Linked DNA regions of Pelodiscus sinensis: region 1 is linked to region 2. A link is a contact called in public Hi-C data. All regions are on one chromosome and are shown on one strand. The core of a region is the stretch at or near the end of the contact, and the rest is flanking DNA. Distances in the headings are between cores, read along the strand shown. Region 1 holds the start of UBE2K (ubiquitin conjugating enzyme E2 K). Region 2 holds the start of PDS5A (PDS5 cohesin associated factor A).

Region 1 (6,530 bases), core at 1,436-3,935, 250 kb before region 2:
GTGGGGGTGTGTGTGTCGGCCCTGAGGGGTCGCATACGTGGGTTTCCCTGCTCTGCGGGGGGGGGGGTGTCCGGCGGAGGCACTCGATGGGGCATCCTTCCTCCGCCGGGGGGGGGGGGGGAGAGTGTCGGCCCTAGAGGGAGCACGCAACGGAGGCTTCCCTCTGAGGCTGGTGTAGGGGACTCCCTGTCCCCACTGGCACCCTGCCCCTGAACCCAGTTCCCTCTCCCCTGCCCCCGAACCTTGTCTCCTGCCACAGAACCTTGTCCCTGCCCTACCGCCCCCGTTCCTTCTCCCCTGCCTCCAGCCACAGAACTCTGTCCCTCCTGCCCCCCTGCTGCAGAAACCTGTCCTGCCTCTGCAGAAACCTGCCCCCCTGCAGAAATCAGTCCCCACTGGCACCTTGCCCCCTACTGCAGAAACCTGTCCCCCATTGCAGAAACCTTCCCCCGCTGGCACTCTGCTCCCTGCTGCAGAAACCCTCTGCCCTGAGCCCCTCACATACCCCAACCCAAATTCCTGCACCCTCACATCCACAAGCCAGTGGCTTGCTTAGTACCCCAACTCTGCCCAGCCTAGACCCCCCACCCCAAGCCAGTGTCCCCTTCTCCACCTCCTCCTGCATCCAGATTTCCTCCCAGAGCTTGCACCTCTCACCCCTTCCCGCACCCAAATCCCTCATTTCCACCCCAAAGCCTATACATCCTGTCTCAACCCGGTGGGGGTACAGCTGGACTGCAGGAGTTTTTCAGGATTCTGGAGATATCCCAGAAACACTCTTCTGCATCCAGGGATGCGTTTGTTAAGAACGTAAGAACAGCCGTACTGGGTCAGACCAAAGGTCCATCTAGCCCAGTATCCTATCTGCCGACTGTGGCCAGCACCAGGTGTCCCAGAGAGAGTGGACCGAAGACAAATCAAGCAATTTGTCTCCTGCCATCCCTCTCCAGCCTCTTACAAACAGAGGCCAAGGACACCATTTTATCCCCTGGCTAATAGCCTTTTATGGACCTAACCTCCATGAATTATCTAACTTCTCTTTAAACTCTATTATAGTCCTAGCCTTCACAGCCTCCTCTGGCAAGGAGTTCCACAGGTTGACTACACACTGTGTGAAGAAGAACTTTCTTTTATTATTTTAAACCTGCTCCCCATTAATTTCATTTGGTGTCCTCTAGTTCTTCTATTTAGGGAACTAATAAATAACTTTTCTTTATCGGCCCTCTCCACACCACTCATGATTTTATATACCTCTATCATATCCCCCCTCGGTCTCCTCTTTTCTAAACTGAAAAGTCCCAGTCTCTTTAACCTCTCCTCATATGGGACCCGTTCCAAACCCCTAATCATTTTAGTTGCCCTTTTCTGAACCCTTTCCAAGGCCAAAATATCTTTTTTGAGGTGAGGAGATCACATCTGTACACAGTATTCAAGATGTGGGCGTACCATAGTTTTATACAGGGGCAGTAAGATATTCTGGGTCTTATTTTCTAACCCTTTCCTAATAATTCCTAGAATCCTATTTGCCTTTCTGACTGCCGCTGCACACTGTGTAGAAATTTTCAGAGAACTGTCCACGATAACTCCAATATCTCTTTCCTGATTTGTCGTAGCCAAATTAGCCCCCATCATACTGTACATATAGTTGGGGTTATTTTTCCCGATGTGCATTACTTTACACTTATCCACATTAAATTTCATTTGCCGTTTTGTTGCCCAATCACTCAGTTTGGTGAGATCTTCTTGGAGTCCCTCACAGTCTGCTTCTGTCTTGACTATCCTAAACAGTTTGGTATGATCTGTAAACTTTACCACCTCACTGCTTTTACCCCTTTCTCCAGATCATTTATGAATTAGTTGAAAAGGATTGGTCCCAGGACTGATCGTTGGGGACACCACTAGTTACCCCTCTCCATCCTGAAAATTTATCATTTATTCCTACCCTTTGTTTCCTGTCTTTTAACCAGTTCTCAATCCAAGAAAGGACCTTCCCTCTTATCCCATGGCCATGTAATTTACACAAGAGCCTTTGGTGAGGGACCTTGTCAAAGGCTTTCTGAAAATCTAAGTATATATCTACTGGATCCCCCTTGTCCGCATGTTTGTTAACCCCTTCAAAGAACTCTAATAGATTAGTAAAACAGGATTTCCCTTTACAGAAAATATGTTGACTTTTGTCCAACAAATTATGTTCTTCTACATGCTTCACAAATTTATTCTTTACTATTGTTTCGACTAATTTCTTCTGCTTTTTTAGTGGAAGAGCACACATGATCTTTTGGTCACCCCTATATTCCTCTTTCCATGAGGAATAAAGGGCCTTTCAAAAGAAAGGGTTTTTCTGACATTTGGTCCAGTCTAGACAGGGCAAATGTTGGAAAACCCTCTTCCTACAGAAGAATTAAAACAAAACAAACAAACTAGCAGTATAAAGATTGGGGATAGCAAGGGATGGAGAGGAGGAGAATAGAGAGGGCGGGGCTTTAAGGAAGGGGCGGGGCGGTAGCTCTTGGCTTGGTGTGTAAAAAGGCTGGAGACTACTGAACTACAGGCTTCCCCCGCTCCCTGGAAAGGCCCACACATCAGTCCTACTCCTTCCAGCGAGCGGCCACCAGGGGTCAGGCATGTCCGCGAGCTCTGGTTGGAAGGAGCCCGTTAGCAGCCCGGCTCCCTGGCGCTCGCGCGCGCTGTTCGGAGGCTGAGGCGCTGAATGGCCCTTCCGCTTTCCTCGCTGCTGCAGCCTCTCGAGTTCTGCCGCCCCAACTCCAGCCGCCAGGGGAGAGCCCAGAGCCCGCCCGGCCCCGCTCCGCCGGGCTCTGAGGGAGGCGCGTTTCACCCGGCGCTTGTTAACCCGTCGCTTGCTGAGGCGAGCGCTGAGCGACACGTGCGTGTAACAACACGCCGACCGTGCGGATGACACAGCTGCTTCATCACAACCCAGCGGCCCTAGCTCTGCCCGGCTGGCGGGTGAGGGGTGTCACCGCAGGGACCTCGCGCTGTGCGTGTGCAGGAAAGCGGCTCCTCCCGTGACAGGCCGGGTGGCGGGTGTCGCTTACGGAGCGGCGGCGCAGCAGGGCGTTACCCGTCCCGCCGAGCCAGTGGGACAGTCCCGCGCAGCCCCTTCCCCCCAGCGCGGACCCGCCAGCTCAGGGGCCGCTCTGCTCCCTGCATCGGCTGCCCACACACACACCGTGCTGGCCCCGCCTGAGAGGCGCCGGGGGCCGCACCGCGCATGCTCGACGCGGGCGCCATTTTGGTGGGGCCGGGAATTATCCAGCGGGAGCGGCGGAGCTCGCTGGGCCCGGCTCGGAGGCAGCGGCGTGTGGCTGCCGGCTGCAGAGATGGCCAACATCGCGGTGCAGAGGATCAAGCGGGAGTTCAAGGAGGTGCTGAAGAGCGAGGAGGTCAGAGACTCCCCCCGGCCCTGGCGGTGTGCGGGGCGCCCGACAGTCCCTCCTTCTCCTCCCGCGGCTGGGGGAGGGTCTGTCCCAGCCTCTCGGCTGAGGGGGAGGGTAACGGCGGCTCCTGAGGATGAGGGACCCAGCAGCGGGGACGGGGAGCCTGGGCCCGCTCCGGCAGCGGATGATTCTCGGCGCGGGGGCAGGCCTGCAAGGGGTAGGAAGTGTGGCCGGGCAGCGAGCGAGATGCCTGGACAAGGCCGGGAAACCCCCGGGAAAAGCGCCGCCTCCACCACCCAGTCTGGTTTGGTCGGCCCAAAAAGAAGGCTCAGGGGAGCCTAATAACGGGGCGGGCCGCGCGCGTGTGTGGGGAGGTGTCGTCTCCGGGGTCCCCTGCCCACGGATACAGCGGGAGATTCCTCTATTTTACGGCTGGGGCACTGGGGAGAGGCTTTCCCATGCGACCTAAATGGAGATGGGGCAAAGACAGGATGGGTAAGAACACACGTCCCATTTCATCCAGCTCCCTCGTTAGCCTGTGGCTTATACTGCAGAGTGATACATTGTGTGTGTGGTTTTTTTTTAAATAAAAGCCCATTTAACTAGATTTCCTTAATCCAAGGCTTCCTTTTACCCCCAACATAGGTTATGTCACCTTGGTGTGCATATCTTTAACCCTCTCTCCACCTGACATCCCGGTGCCCTATTAATCATTCTTGATACATTCCCTGTAAGGGATGTACAGTAATTAAGGAAAGGAGGAAGTGATAAAGAACTTTAAGTGTATTTCCAGGGACTATAGAATAGCATTTACAGTGATTGTGTCAGAGTTATTTTCGCTGTCTGTAAATCTGTGTTGGTAAATGTCAGCGAGATAGGTTTTGATGTTTGTGTCATCACCATCATACTCATGAGGATGATGAGGCATGTTGTATGCTTGTGAAATATTAATGTGCAGTTTGACTCTGAAAACCGATGATTTTAGACACTGTACCAGTCAGCTAGATTCATAGTCAGAAAACCAAGATGCTACTAACTTCCTGAGGATTTGTGTTGCTTACAGAAAACATGTTTAGAATTGGTCTAGTTGATGTCCTTCTGAATATAATGTGCTAACGGCATTATTGTTACACAGCTCAAAATAAACTATTCTCCACAAAATCTTAGAGCTTAATTTCTACAGCTATTATGCATGTGATGCTCAAGTTGATTTCAATGTGAGTTCCAGTGTGTAATGATTACAGAACCCAAATACTAAATTAGAACAGATCCTGAATGGTCAGCTGTGTATTTATATGCTAAAATTAGAATATCCCAAAGTGTTTACTTTCTCTGAACAATACATCTTAAAGTTGACTGCTTAGACCTTTATATAAGAGAGCACTCCAAATTTCCCCCTTGTGTTATTTAGAAAGAGAAACCTTGCCATATGCATCAGTGATATAAACATGGTTAGATCTTTTAATTTTCTTAAGACAAGTTTGGGACTCAGGGAGCAATTTTGTTTTAAATTCCTGTTTAATATATGTGCCGGAGATTTTGATTACATTGAAGATAAAAAAGAAATTACTTTGTTTGGGTGAACTGAATTTGTGAATTTTGAGACAACCCTTACTCTTGGCAGGATTCCTGCATCTTGTAAATTAAATATTAAAGAGCATTATCCCCCCATCCCCTCCCAGGATTCAGCTATTTCTATCAGTACATATATAATTACTGTTTATATTACAGGCTTTCATGGGTATTCGGAATACATACTTCTTTGATGTAATTGTGGATGTTTATTACAATGACACACTGATTCTAGATACATGTATTGGGAATACCTTGACTTGATTTTTTTCAAAGTCCGATTAAACTTTTTTCCAGCGGTAGTGTGAAAACATTCAGTATGAGATGTACAGAGGTATGACTAGATATTTTTGTACTTTGGCAATCTGAATTCACAACTTTATCAAGAAAAATTGATTGTCACAAATTATATAGCTAAAATGTGTTTTAATTTAAAATTTGTCTTGCATCAAGGAAAAGTTGCTGATCTTATCTACTCTTAAACATTCTTGGAGTGATGTCTCAAGCCATAGCTGAACATAAAAGCTGGCAATCTGTTTCCCTGCAAATGCCACCAAATGGCATTTGCTACCATATTGCATTTTGGAGAGAGAACGTACAGAGTTTGCCATTTACATTCTTCCAAAAGTGCATTCTGGACTTAGCTAAGTGGGAACCAGCCAAATGCAGTTTTAGAAGAGGATGGAAGAGGGGCAGATCAACAACTTCTGCAATTCAGAGATTTTTACAGATGCAGGCCAATATTCAAACTTTTGAAACTTAGGTGAATGAAAGATTTTTAAAATGTGTATTTCCTAGCCATAGTTTTCATATCTAATGCTCTGTGTTTTTGTCTAGAAATGCCACTTTGGGTGTATCTTTTAATAACTATTTTTCCAGGCTTGGCTTCAAGTTTATGGGCCAAGGAATTTTTTTAAATTTATTTTGTGTTCTATTGCTTGTCTTATATGAGTAGTTGAAATGCTTTTTAAAAACCTATTTTTTGTTCTTGCCTAATTAGTTTATCGTGAGTTATCACATCTGGAAAAAAATGAGTGGAATGCTGAATTTTTAGCAGACATCCTTTTAACTTAGTGTTCCTTAGGTTTTGAATTAAACAGGTAAGACCAGAAATGATTTTTTTAAACTGTGGAAAATTCATCCTCTCTTTATTTAGACTATGATTTAGAGTATTGTGGTAGCATGTGTTGACTTATGTGCTAACAAATGTGACTAAAAATTCTAGTGTAGACAAGGCACAAGCTGCCTTTAACGTGTGTTAAACTGGTCAGGTAAAAATCTTACTGCATCTGCTCCCACAGATTTTAACATGACCAGCTTAGTACTAATCAGTATTAGTAACTGTATTGCAGTTTAATACAGTCTAAAGGCAATATAGTTTGCACTAGAACGTTATACAGTAAAAGCTTTTTTTAATCTGGTATGTTGGGGATATGGGGGTTGATGATGAGTGAAAAATTCCAGTTAAATAAGAGGAAGGAAGTTTGCAGCAGGAGTGATTGGCAGAGAGGATGCAGGCTCTGGGAGGGAGTTTGGGTGAGAGACATACAAGGCTAGGCG
Region 2 (6,441 bases), core at 573-3,072:
AGCTCTAAGAGTAAATAAGCCCTAAATAGCTTGAACACAAAATGCTGCAATTTTTACGCAATTTAAGCAGCAGGCTGCACAAAAATATTCCAAAGTTTAGTTGTGCAACTCTGGAAATGCAGTTCTATGTTTATAACATGTGCTTTAAATTAATGAGAAATAACTTCATAATCAATAATGGCCAGTTTTCTATAATCAACTCCCACAATGGCAGTGCCATGGACTATGGCATCTTTTTCAAAACCCTGGAACTTTCAATAACTGTTACATTTAAAAACAAATTTTTGCTTCCTGTAATCCATATACCCATTTCCACCACTCACCCCTTATGGGTAGTTTATTTCATGTCAAATTAAAATATTCTAGAACACACAAATTAGAACATTGATTATTCAACAGTTCATTTTAGATTAATAAGAGGTGAGGGGAAGAGGCACTTACCTTCAACCGTTTGACCACCTCATCGTTGGTAATTTTGTCTGTGATCTCCTTTACTCCGGGAGGATAGTAGATGATCTTACCATCGGCAGAAGGTTTTGGCTGGGTAGTAGGAAAGTCCATCCTTATGCCGCCAGTTATAAACTTTCCTTCTCCACAGTCCTCTACCGGCCTCTATCGGTCAGAAAACAAAAGTTCAGCGGAACAGAGACTACTTTCAGCCCTCTTTTTCCATTTCTAAACCTCAATTCACAGAAGGCCCCACTTAATATCAAGAGGGCAAACATCCTGCACCCCCACCCCTTGAGCAGGGCTTCGGAAGCCCCTCACTAAGCCACCTCTCATCCCAAAACTTCTACCTCTCCACCCTCCTCTGGTGTCTCCTTTCAGTGTGAGGTTCCTCCAGCCCAACATTATTAGTTTGCAGTCTCAGATTTTACAATGAAATTTTAACCCAAACCAAAGGATGCCTCGAGTTTAAAGCCCATTATAGCCTGAGCGGGGTCGGTGAGGACAAAATCCTGGTCCCAGCGGGTCTTTGAGGCCGTCACAGAAGCCTCAGAGCTGGGAGACGAGGCCTAAGCAGTTAGGCCTCAAAACTATCAGGAGGCAGAGACCAGCCGGAGGAGAGGAGGTGGCTAGGATCCCAAACAAAACCTCGCTGCCGCCGGCCGGCCCCGCGCAGCCATGCACTGAGCCCCCTACCTGACCCTTGCCCCCCCCGAGAGGAAAGCAGCCCCCCTCGAGAGGGGACCAGGCCAGTCTCCACTTTACATTTGTTCTTTCAACTTCAGGTACCCTCGGCGCCAGCCCCTCATCTCGCCCCGGAGCCCCTCACCCAACTAGCTCTGCGAAGCCTACAAAGAGCCCCCCCAGCACTGCCGCGGGGAGGGGAGGAGGAGGAAAGCGGGACCCGGAGCCGCCTTTACCTCATGCAGCTCCGGAAGGTGCAGCATTGAGTAGCCTCCGTGCCGGGTGGGTGTTGTTGCTGCTACTCCGCCACTGCCGGCCGGCCGGCGCCCTAGCTGCTCCTGCTGCCTCCTTGCTCCGCGGTGCGGCGGCAGCTGCCCAGGAGAGGTGGGGGGGAGGCTGCTCGGCGGCGGCAGGAGCGGGGGTGAGAGGGGGCGGCTCAGGCGGAGCGTGCGCCGCGCCGCGGGGACACAGTGCCGCTCTCCGTCCGGCCGGGGAAGAACAGCCCAGGAGGAGGCTCCACACTACTCTTCCCCCCCTCCCCACCCCGGGGCTTGGCCCAGCGCCGCCCAGCCGGGATCCCCCTGCCCCACCCTAGCAGCAGAACCCGCTCCCAGCTCGTCTCCCTCGCGCCTTGTGCCCTGCTCAGGCAGGGCGGCAGCGGGGTAGGCGGTACCGGGCACGGCCGCGGCAGCGCCGCCTCTCGCTTGGCGCCAAAATCAGCAGCAGCTCCGAGCCGGCTGATCCCGCCGGGCAGGGAAGGGGGGAGGCGAGTGGGCAAGCTGGGACTGGCAGCTTGAGCAGGGTCGGCCTGTCAGGGCCACAGGCACAGCCGCCCCCCAACTCTCGAGGGTAGCGACGAGATGTGGCATGGGATCCTGCCTGTGCCTCCCGCCTCGCCAGCTGGCCGGGCTGCGCTTAAACGACTCTGATAGGCGGGCGAGAATCCCTGCTCGGCCACTGCCCTCTCCAGCAAGGCTATGCTGCCTCCGGGGCCAGTTTCAAAGTAACAGGGCGGCGGGTCACTGCAGGGCGAGCTAGGAGCAAGAGGAAATCCGCGGGAATCCTGCCGGGGCGGAGCGGACCCCGAACCCTTTGCCTTTTAGCTCGGTTGTGAGCTCTGGGGCAGGACGCTCACTGTCAGCTTGGCCTGTGCGCAGGTGCTACCTCACTTGCTGGCCTGGGCCCAGCGCCTTCCCGCGATTCCAGCTCTCTCGCTCCCAAGCTTCTAGTTACTGTGCTAGTTAGTAACTTCCCCAGTATGAGTTAATCCCTTGCGTGTCACACGTTTGTTCTCCATACAAGCTGGCCCAGAAAGAAGTGCACCCTAGTGAAAGCACCTCAGCGAAAGACTCCAAATGATTTTGCTGAACAGCATTTTCCTTTTGGTCTCAACTAACTTTTGAACACTCATGTTTGCCTTCTACTTGACTTTACTTGCAGCTGTTAAGTTCTGATTGGTGCAAGGAGTTTTCCCATATTTGATCTATTTCCAGTAGCACCCATGGCTAATCAGATAAGTAGCCAGAACCTTGTCCAACTAACTTCCAAGCTTTAGACAGGCAAAGTAACAGAGATTGGGTAGGAGAAGGGAAGCAATATCTACAGTTTTAAAATATAGCATATAAGTTGTAGTCAACTTATTTGTCAAACATGACATTGTCAGCTAGAAAGTCTTAGCTCTCATCACAGATACAGGGCTTCAGGAGCAATACAGAGAGAATGAGGGCTTGTGAATGAGCTCAAGAAAAGTTATAGCTGTTTAATAGTCTTTCATCTATTGTTTCCTAGAAATTGAACACATTTTGGTTAGGTCTGTAACAATAGGATATGTCTTTGTCAAATTAAAAACTGCTAATGTGCTGAACACGTCTAAACTATTCCACTTCTCGGACTGTTCCCCTTTCATGCAAAAGTTCTTGACACTGTTGAAAACTTATTATTGAGAAGCAGTCAACCCTGCAATCTAGGGCCATGCCCATGGAATGAAGGTTTTTTTTTAATTCAGTGTCCTTACATGAGGGGATGAGACAAGCACAACCAAATGGAGGCTGGAGATTCTCTGTTTAGTACACAGCAGAGAAGCAGGTCTATGCAAGAATGGACTGCTCTGTGCTAAAGATGTGAAAAAGTAACCGTGTACTGTGGGGAGCCAACTTAAAAGCCTGGTACCTGTGAGAAGGGAACTGTTCCCCTACCTCTTCTGCACCAGAGGTGGCAGGTGCATGTAACCACTGACCTTTTCATGTTATGCAGTGAATTAATTAAGCACATTTTAAAATCTCTACTCAAGGTGTCCAACAAGAGGTCTGAACAGATATTCCCAAAGCTAGAAACAGTAACTAGACTCCACCCAGACCCATTTGGATCAGAAGCACCCAGACTGCCACTACTGGGTCTAGTTGTAACATATTGGTAACTACACAGTGAGCTACAAGACCAGGTTATAAAAACGTCATCCCAAAGAAACCAGTAGAATGTACTTCAATTGTTTTTACCCAAAGCAAACTTAAGAGGCACCATTAGAAATATACTACAGCTAATACTGCTGGACATACTATTGGAACATTTCAGTACTAGCAGTCACATTTCACTAACAATAACAGGATACAAAAATATGGTCACAATTATTTTTTTTTGAATTGATATGGACATGAATGAATTGTGGGGTTTTTTTTTAAATGTTTAGAGTTCTTAATTTCCATTCCTGCTCCTTATACATTGCTCCCCAAATTAGACGGACAAATAAGGTGCTTATCCATTTAATTATTTTTAATATATTTGAATCAAAATTATAAGTTAAAAACAAACTGGAATACCTATCTATAGATAGGAAAACAAAATATGATGTACATGTACAAAAACTGTGTGAATCATTTAGGATGGTAAGTAAATGAGGATGTAGGTCAGCATGTGCTTACACAAGAAAGTTACAATGCTCATTGGTGCACTTTTTTATACCCAACATACAAAAGAGTAATCTGGCATATTTACGGAGGCAGAGTAAAATAGTTTGGGTGTCATGGTAGGGAAGTGCAACCTTAACTCTGAATTTCTTGGGTTTCTAATGTTTGGTGTTTTTCTTTAAAAGAAAAAAGTCTCTTACTGATCTTCAGAAGCAGTTTATCACTGAACCCACTGCTATTTGTCCACAATTTCACTTTATCTTATTTGTGTGAGAGAACAATGTTGCACTCCACTTTTTTGGTATTAGATTCATTCTATGGTTATAACTTTTTCCAGTAACTCCATCTAAAGAAACCAAGAAATATTGATTTGACAGATCATGAGATAGAAGGGTAAAAAATTAGGCCCAAGTCCTTACCAATTAGTTTGGTCTAAATTAGGAGTAAACAAAATGCAGAGTATACAAGATAAGGCTAGCTGTCCGTCTCTTTTGCTGAAGAACAAGATGGAGCATTGCTTGCTGGAACATATATAGCCTCTAAAAGCATGCATATATATTGGAATATATCTGTCAGCGTACGAGTCTTTTTGTTCATGAACTCCTCCTAAATGGTAAGAGCTAAGGCCACCAAATTTAGTATACAGCTTCCTCATCTTCTAACTTAAAATAAGAACAGAGTTTGGTTGTGCCAGAACAATCGGAGCCCCGGGAAAAGGACAGTTTTCCATAAGGTGCAAAGGGAGGGGCTGCTGTTGTGAGGAACAAAGTCCATAGGGCAGGAGTCGGCAACCTATGGCTTGTGAGCCAGATATGGCTCTTCTGCAGCCCCAACTCAGCCCCTGCTCCCTTGCTCTACCTGAAGCATGGAGTCAGTGCTGATGCTACAGCCTTATGGTCCCTGCAAGACTAGAACACCAGTGTGGGGGACAGAGCGCCCAGGCTCCCCAGCAGATGCAGCATGCAGGGAACAAACAGCTAACCATGGCTTGGTGTGACACTTTTCCTTCCCCCCAGCGTGGGGGAAACCAGTAACCAAAGATGGCTCCCTGTGTACTGCTAATTTGTTCCCTTGGGACATGCTTCCTGCAGTGTTCCCTGCAACCCTTCCCGGAGGCTTTCTGCTGGCAAAAGGGAGCAGCGGGTGGCATGTTACACAGTGCTTGCCGCATGGTGCGAAAACAAGTAAGTGCCCCTCACACGCTCACTCCCAGAGCCAGCCACCTTCCCCCAGTCCAAACTCTCCTGCCCCCAGGCCAAAATCTCCTGCCCCCAGGCCAAAATCTCCCCTGCCTCCTGGCCAGACACCCACTGCCCCCTGGCCAACCAACCCGTCTCCCCACTCCTGGCCGGACACCCCCTGACTAAAATCCCCTCTGCCCCCAGGGTTGCCAGATAGTTGAAACAAAAATAACGAACACCGCCCCCCTAAGAGAAAAATCACTGGGAAAAAATTCTGTTGAAGGAAAAGAAAAGGGGGGGGATCCAAGTTGTTGAGGGGGGGGGGAAGGACTCCAAGACTTAGTAAACAAAAAACAAAACAGCATTAAAACAGCATGTCCCCTTTAAGAGTGAGTGCAGGGGAGTGGTTGAGCACTAAGACCCAGGGGAAGCATTGATTCCCCTAGGTCTTTTGGCCTGACGCCATTTTGTGCTGGCAACCCTGGGGAACCAGGTAAGCATGGGGGCTGGGAGTTTTGGGGGCCAGGGATGGTGGGGGGGAAGCAGGGGCTGAGTGTTTGTAGGGTTGCCAGGTTCCTGGCATTTTTGACTCCTGACCCGGGAAAAATTCAGAAAATATCGGACACCTGATATCTCAGGTGTCCAGTATTCTCTGAATTTTTTTTTACTGGACAGGAGGTGAAAATACCAGACTGTCCGGGTGAATACGGGACACCTGGCAACCCTATCTGCCCCTGGCCAGACAACCCGAGTTCCTTGGCCAGTCACCCTGCTCCCTGGCCAAAATCCCTCCTGGCCAGACACCCCTTGCCTCCAGTCGCCTGGCCAAAATCCCCTCTGCCCCCAGCAGACACCCCAGCCTCCTGGCCAGTCAGCCTGCCCCCTGTCCAAAATCCTCCCTGGCCAGATAGCAAGCCCCCAGTCCTCTCCTGCCCCCTAGCCTGACCTTGCACCCTCACTCCTTTCTACACCCCTTCTCCCATCCAGAACCTGTACTCCCATCCCTATTCCATTCACTGTCAGCCCTTTCCCACACACTTAATGCCTCATTTTTTGCCCCAACCTAGAGCCTGCTCCTGCACCCTACCTCCCACCCTCACCCCTCCTACACTCCACTTCCTGCCCAGATCCTACATCCCCATCCCTATCACTGGCAGTTCTATCCTGCACACTTAGTCCCTCATATTTGGCCCGACTCCTGAGCCTGGGAAGCCCACAAAATCTAC

Evidence for each region. Hi-C and Micro-C count contacts between places; a contact is called where the count stands out from the background.
Region 1: a contact with region 2 is called in a Hi-C map of blood, with 5 times the contacts expected there. The contact joins the promoter of UBE2K here to the promoter of PDS5A in region 2. A contact is called at or near these places in 3 of 5 Hi-C or Micro-C datasets (blood, liver and an unstated tissue).

What each region holds. Positions count from the first base shown.
Region 1 is chr5:92,843,673-92,850,202 of ASM4963464v1, reverse strand. UBE2K (ubiquitin conjugating enzyme E2 K) reads left to right here and starts at 2,685. Exons shown (of 6, transcript XM_075930554.1): 1 at 2,685-3,404. The coding sequence starts at 3,233.
Region 2 is chr5:92,597,700-92,604,140 of ASM4963464v1, reverse strand. PDS5A (PDS5 cohesin associated factor A) reads right to left here and starts at 1,822. Exons shown (of 34, transcript XM_025187940.2): 1 at 1,368-1,822; 2 at 442-612. The coding sequence starts at 1,394.